Regions from separate parts of the Mus musculus genome. Here region 1 is linked to region 2. Evidence: chromatin contacts called from public promoter capture Hi-C data. All regions are on one chromosome and are shown on one strand. The core of a region is the stretch at or near the end of the contact, and the rest is flanking DNA. Distances in the headings are between cores, read along the strand shown. Region 1 overlaps Abcd2 (ATP-binding cassette, sub-family D (ALD), member 2). Region 2 holds the start of Lrrk2 (leucine-rich repeat kinase 2).

Region 1 (3,537 bases), core at 362-2,861, 490 kb after region 2:
GTCAGGTTCCCAGTTCTTTCGCTGAGGCAAATGATATGGATAAGACAAGTCACCTTTCAAGGTCTCCCCCCCCACCCCCCCTTTTCTCCCAAAGCAAGCTGTTCTGGAATAATCGAGAAACAGCAGGAGCTTGACCCAGATGGACAGCTGGCAGGACCAGAGCAAAGCATCTTTCTGTGGAGCTTTGTGAACTGAAGCATCTCTTAATCTTAGCTTTAAAAAAAAAATCATGTATTTATAGTTTTCCTTGAGCGTTTAGATCACATTCGGCTTGGAAAGAAGCTAGAATGTGGGGCTGAGAATATCCAGGCGTCTCTCGCAGGGCTCGCTTTCGCAACCTGTGCCCTCTAGCACATATAGTCTTCTGCCCAAACAGGAACTTTGGCAATATTTGGATTAGAGACATTCATTTTTAAATAAGAAAAAGCAAGTATTTTTTTCTGCTATTTACGGTATTCATATCCACATGTGCCTTAAACACACAGGCTCGTTGATGCTGCTTATGTTTTTAGGAAAAAAAAATGCTTCAGGTTATATTTAGAGACAACACATATAGCTGAATGAATTGTTTGCTTTTGAAAGTGTAACTAGTAAATAGAATTAGAGCTAGTGTCATTGTTCTGTTTCAAGTTTTTTGAATAATTATGCATATCCGTGGAGGCATGAACCCAGGGCTTCATGGATGCTAGACAAATGTCCCACCTTGAGGACAGATACACAGCCTGATGGTCTATTTTAGATAGGGAAAAGAGGTGAGGTGGTGGTAGCAATGCATGCTTTCAATCCTAGGATTTGGAGACAGGGCAGGCAGATCTCTGCAAACATGTGGCCAGACAGAACTACACAGTGAGACTCTCGACTCAAAACAAAGAAACTAACCAACAAAAACAAATATAAAGCAGGCCAAATCAAAAAGGTGACTGAAAGGCCCTCATGACTCATTAATCTACAAACACTTCTCATTTCCCTTTGAACACTAAAGTAAATAAATGTTTTTGTTTTATAACTCCAATGACACTTGTACCAATGTCTTCCTTTATTGTCCCAAGAAGGCTCTTCAGTCATCTGATATATTGGTTTTGTTTCTGTTTTTGATTTGTCATATACAACAAAGTGGAATCTTTAGCAACAAATCAGGAAGTTTACATAGTACACATATTTTTAAAAATCGTCTATCATGGCTCTATTAACTTATTCTTTATATGTTGATTTTAGATCACTGAACTAGCAGGTTATACTGCTAGAGTATACAATATGTTCTGGGTCTTCGATGAAGTGAAGAGAGGCATTTATAAGAGAACTGTCACTCAGGAACCTGAAAACCATAGCAAGCGTGGAGGTAACCTGGAACTACCCCTCAGCGACACCCTGGCCATCAAAGGTAATTAACTTCAGGCTTTGGGTTTGTTTTGTTTTATGTTTGTTTGGTTTTGTTAGTTATTTTTGACATGTTCATTACAGGTTGTTGTCATTTTATGAAAAGAACTAAAGGTTTCTTCTTTAGGAAAGAGCTTTTAGTCGTGACAGGAAACTAGTATTTAGTTCTATTTAAACAGCAGTATCTGTGTTTAGTGTTGCAATTGGTGTTGCAATGATGAATAGTGGAGCCCTAAAGAAACAGGAAACATTCGCAGGAAACTGTTTGCAATGGGTTTGCAGACAGCACTCATGGCTGAGTGAACTGTCCGCTTTTAAATTTTGAACTCATAAATAGAATTAGTGTTAGTGCTATATTGCTTCTCATTACTCTGTGTTTCTAAGTGTTTATCGTGTGCTGAAGTATATCGTTTCTTGATTCCTTTCTTGGACAGTGTATATTTTTCTCTTGTAGGAAGTAAGGGAACAGAATAACTCTAAACAATGTGACTAAATTATATCAGATATAGGTTATATCTACTAGGATAAAGATATTGTTATTTGATTATAAAATTATTTTATCTGAAAGATTTTCTAAATAGATTAAACTATATAGGTAGATATTTAATTGACTTCATGTATATTTTTTTTCTATGACTTACCGGTGTGAATTACTTTTATAATAGAGTTTGCCCATTCTGTTGTATTATTCTTCCAGCTAATTAAAAGAAATAATGATATAGCCTTTGTAACTTAAACTGTTCCTTGATTATAGGAACAGTTATTGATGTGGATCATGGAATCATTTGTGAAAATGTTCCCATAATTACACCAGCGGGCGAAGTGGTGGCTTCCAGGCTAAACTTCAAAGTAAGATGATATTCAAGAAACTTCTGATTGTTGGCCTCACACTAATAGAGAGCAACTCAGAGTTCATGTACCTTATGTTAAATGCTCGGAGAGGAGCGTGTGGAAAGGGGAAATCCGAAAGGTATGCACAGTGGCTCAGCTGCAGAAGCAGTAACTCCCTCAGAAAGCAGAGTAAAAAGAGAACCATGATCTCCCCTGCTTCGGTGTCAGATTGAAAATCAAATTACAGCACACTGAGAGACAGTCAACAAAGCTCTGGGGCACAGGAACTTGTTATCTGGGAGTGAATTTTAACTTTTTATACTGGTTGATGAGAAATATCTAGTACTATATACTTTTACATGCTTTCTGAAATATTATCACTCCCCAGAGGCCATTATCAAATTTAGTTTTACTTATACGTGTTTTCTAACTTTAATTTTGACTTTAAATGATCAGAAGATTCATGGATTCAACTCTAGTTTTTGATTCTGTTGAAAATAATGTATTTAATATCCCATATCTTAATTATAAAACAAGAGTACAAAGACACTTTGTAAACCCAAGGCCCTGGTTTTAAAGCTTCTTGAGATATATACATTATACTAAGTATAAAATGGCTAACATGCTGTTAGTTACTTAGTAGTAGTAGTAATAGTAGTAGTAGTAGTAGTAGTAGTAGTAGTAGTAGTAGTAGTAGTAGTAGTAATGACATGAGCAACTTAGTATTACTTATGTCATTGTGTCAATACACAGACAACTTGAAAGGAAGTATTGAGTTGGCTCCTGGGTTCAGATTTATTTGGGATTAAGCTATCTCAAGGCTTTGGGAGTGAGGCATAGCTGAACATCTGCCAGGAACAATATGAAAGGAGGGTCCTTACTGCAAGCTGGGCAGCAAATGCAGAAAGAGAATCTGTGTTAGGCCAAGGTATGTCCCAAGCACACATCCTACTTCTTCCAAGTAGGACTCATGTCCGAGACTTTCCGCCACCTTCCAAAATGTACCAGAAATTGGAGACTTAGTGACCAACACGCAATCCCATGGAAGACATTTCAGATTGAAACTGTGTGAGCTATAATGAAGGCATTCGAGCTATGTTTAATCAAAGGCATAATCAGGCCCCATTCAAATTTATGAGCATCACAATACTAATGATTTTGGAGTCGATCTTAGCCTAGGCTCACTTATTTGAGACATATTTGTGATCAAACAGGCTTACTGGAAGTTGAGAAGAGAGGCTGGGATGCATTGAACACAGGGAAATCCTGTGCATAAATTGAAGAGGAATTGTTCACTCGGGATTTCTTATTTGATTATAAACCTGTAGA
Region 2 (3,408 bases), core at 680-3,179:
GAGAGACAGAGACAGAGCAAAGACAGACAGACACAAAAGGAAGAGATGAAAGGAGAAAGAGGTAAGCAATGGCTATATTCCAGATTCCCCTGGGCTCTCAGGTCTACCACTCCCTTCTGTGTTCAGTTGATTGAAAATCAGGGTCCAGTTTTTCCCAGTGGTACCAAGCAGGCGTGAGACTACCAAGTCTAGGTCTTGGCAGTGTAGGCAGCCAGAATTAGACACTTTTGAATATAAAGCAAGAAGGGTGATGTAGGTGGAGAACAGAAAGCACCTTCAAAATGATTCATATTCCGTGGGTAAAATTCAGACTCTTGGTGCTAAAAAGTACAGTATCTTTATCATACCTCCATCTTCCTCTTGATTTTTGTCTGATAACAACCTGAAAATGACTAGTCAGATAGGAAAGTTTCACAATTGGAAAAATAAAAATATTTACTGCAGATAAAAGTATGCTTTTCTAAAAGAAAATTAGAGCCAGGTATGGTGACATATACCTATAATTATAGCACTGGGGAGCCAGAGGCAGGAAAATGGCAAGTTCTAAGTAGTCTGGGTTATACTGTGAGAACTTGACAGGGTGGGAACAGAGGGAGAAAGAGGAGGAGGCAGGAGAGGAGGAGGAGGAGGAGGAGGAGAGAGAGAGAGAGAGAGAGAGAGAGAGAGAGAGAGAGAGAGAGAGAGAGAACTTGGAGACTAAGAAAAGTTTAGTCTCTAGAATGACTATGAAGGAGTATTCTATTCTTCCCGTGCCTCCAGAGTTCCCCGACAAATAACTCTCAGTATTTGGATGACAAAACTGATTTCAGTTCCCCAGATCGCAAACCTCTAAAGGAAGTTAGCACCTTCAGAAGTAATTCTGTCCTGACTGAAAGCCATTCTTACTTATCCGAGTCTGCTTTAAAATCACAGTTAATTACATAGCCTACTTCTGGACTTCCTGTGACACAGATCCAGACAGAAGTTCTACTTTTGTATCCACTTTGTATGATAACAGCCGCAAAGTAGAAATGTAAACACGGCAGGCGAGGGGGCATTCGGGAAACATCACTTTCTTTAGATACTGGGTGATATACACTGCAGGAAGAATCCTTGAAATGTGTCTTCTAATTTAAAAGTATAAAAGCAAACTGACCCTAGACTTGACTGTTTTATTACTGTTTTTTTAATTACCCTCCCTTGCTGGAAATATTCACTGCACTGCTCTACCAGAAACTCGCTGTATATTAAGGAGCATTCTTAGAATAGTTTGAAAGGTTAACGGACTCACCTTGCCAATAAGAGCCCTGTTTTCATTTTGCTGCTACCACCACCCAGATAATGTCAAAGGTGCTTCTCCTCTGCCAACATTTGACAAGATTTCCCCTCTTAAAGCAAATCTCAAGACCCCGGGACATAAGGCCTATCACAGAACAGTCTTCAGGAACAGATGGGAAGGCCCGCTTACCTGCTGTACACTGGCAACTCTCATGTAGGAGTCCAGGACAATCAACAGAGGCACGTGGAAATTTTTATCTTCAAATAACTTGGAGGCTGGAAAAGAAGGGGGCAAATGGGGGATGAAAACAAAGTCACAAACCACGGCATCCTGGCATCCTTTCAATCTTCCAGGGATCTCAGCTCCTTCCTCCCTGAAGGAAAGGAGTGGGGTGCCCAAGATTAAGACTCAAGTGCAGGATAAAGTTTGCAGAGGAGGGAGGGGCTGCAGGCATTACCGCGGTCCGAGTAGGTGAACACCAGCATGTCCTCCAGGAGCTGAAGCAACGTCTCGATCTGCTTGCCTTCCTGGACATTATTCAGCCTGACTATCAACTTCTTCAGAGCCTCCTCCTCCTCTTCCTCTTCGCAGCCCTGACAGGCGCCACTGGCCATGGTGCAGCCGGCGGGGACTGCGGCGAGCTGGGACGGCTCCTGCTCTCAGAGCTGCTCGGCCGCCTCCGCTGCAGGCCCAGCCCTCGGTCCCCAGCCGCGCCCAGACGGTGACGGCGACCGCCCCTGCCCAGTCTCAGCCCGGCCTGCCCAGCCGCATCGCGCCGCTGGGAACTCCGCCGGGGAAAAGCGAAAGCCGCCACCCCGCCACTAAGAATAGCAAAGGGGCGTTGGGAAAGGAGGACACCGCCCAGTTGGCCCCTTTCAGGAAAGCGGTTTCTTTTAAGAGTTCCCCCTATAGGGAGAGGAGTAATTTGCTCCCCAAAGAATGCAGCGTTTAACAATCAAAATCGGCCAGCTACATGGGCTTTAGGAGTTGTTTGCTTGTTGGTTATCCTGAGCTCTGGTTGTGGTTGCCAAAAGGCCTCTCTCTGTTTTGAGTTTGCAGGCAGGATCTGGGAGCTCTGATTCAGCTCTCAAGGATGGAACTCACAGCAGAGTCAGTGAAGCTAAGGTTGGAAGAAACAGTCTTTAAACGGCATTCTTGGTCTGAACTAGTTATTAGTACTGCTGCCCGGGCCTCTAAAGTTAAAAGGGGTATTCTGAAAGCCGGGGCAACTGCTAATTCCAGCACCTGGGAGGTGAAGACAAGAACCAAAGAAATCGGAGGCCATCCTTGCTTCATACAAGTTCAAGGCCAGCCTGGGCTATAAGAGCCTACCTAGAAAGAAGGAATGGGGGGAGGGGAGAAAGGGAAGGGAAAAGGAGAGGGAGGAAGAAGTAGAGGAAGAAGAGAGAGGGAGAGAGCAGGGGGAGAGGGGGAGGGGGAAGGAGAAGAGGTAAATGAAGAGTTGAAGCAGGAGAAGAAAGGGGAGGGGGCGGGGGAGAAGGGGACAGATCTGCAAGGCACAGTGCTAAAGCATCCCTGTGAAGAAGATGTTGCATCCCAAGAAGAAAGCAAAAGAAAATGCTCACGTAGTAAGGTTTTTCAAGAAGAGAAGTCTCTGGTACAGTGCTGTAGTCAAGGCTTGGATGTTCTATGGTCTCAGATGACCCAACCTCAAGGTTATTTACCCCGAAGGAGAATTAGAGCAGTTAATTTATTTCCTGGCTTCTAGTTCGTTAACATTCTGATAACAATTCACAAACGGATGAGGAGTTCTTTCCTGTCTGAGGAAATGTCTTTGGGATGGGTAAGAGGTGGAGGGGTTTGAGAGGCGGGTTGAGAGCCAAGACACAACTGAAGGTCAGGCTGAAAGTTTGTCCACACTCTGCACTTTCAGCAGAACAAGAAAGCAAGTTTCCATCAGCTTGGGTACTCACTGAGTGCTTCTTGTTGCCAAGGGTTTTCACCTTTGCGTGGTAGTAAAGTGCTAATATTTGCAAGGCTAGAATAGTTAGGATTTGCTTCCAAGTAACCCACGATTGAAGGGTGGGGTCAAAACGGGAAGAATTAGACATGAAATGAACTGGGAATTGTGGAAGGTAAGAGATGAATTCCTGGGGCATTGCTCCTCTCTGTGTGTAATTTTCCATAAT

What was found. Promoter capture Hi-C pulls out the DNA fragments that hold promoters and counts their contacts.
Region 1: a promoter capture Hi-C map of neutrophils shows a contact between it and region 2. The contact joins the enhancer-like site here to the promoter of Lrrk2 in region 2. A contact is called at or near these places in 3 of 39 promoter capture datasets (the 3T3-L1 cell line, hippocampal neurons and neutrophils), 2 of 115 datasets of contacts at active chromatin or transcription factors (VIP interneurons and bone marrow-derived macrophages) and 1 of 9 other capture datasets (pancreatic islet).

What each region holds. Positions count from the first base shown.
Region 1 is chr15:91,176,920-91,180,456 of GRCm38.p6, reverse strand. It overlaps Abcd2 (ATP-binding cassette, sub-family D (ALD), member 2), which reads left to right. Exons shown (of 10, transcript NM_011994.3): 4 at 1,216-1,381; 5 at 2,132-2,226. Among named protein-coding and RNA genes, the nearest start is that of Abcd2, 13 kb to the left of the region's middle. Within about 2 kb of position 1,611, at least 42 of the 459 cell types and tissues checked have an H3K27ac peak or open chromatin away from gene starts, as enhancers often do. A contact at or near this core is called in bone marrow-derived macrophages and neutrophils, where this site is marked.
Region 2 is chr15:91,671,745-91,675,152 of GRCm38.p6, reverse strand. It overlaps Lrrk2 (leucine-rich repeat kinase 2), which reads right to left and starts at 1,929. Exons shown (of 51, transcript NM_025730.3): 1 at 1,716-1,929; 2 at 1,448-1,533. The coding sequence starts at 1,872.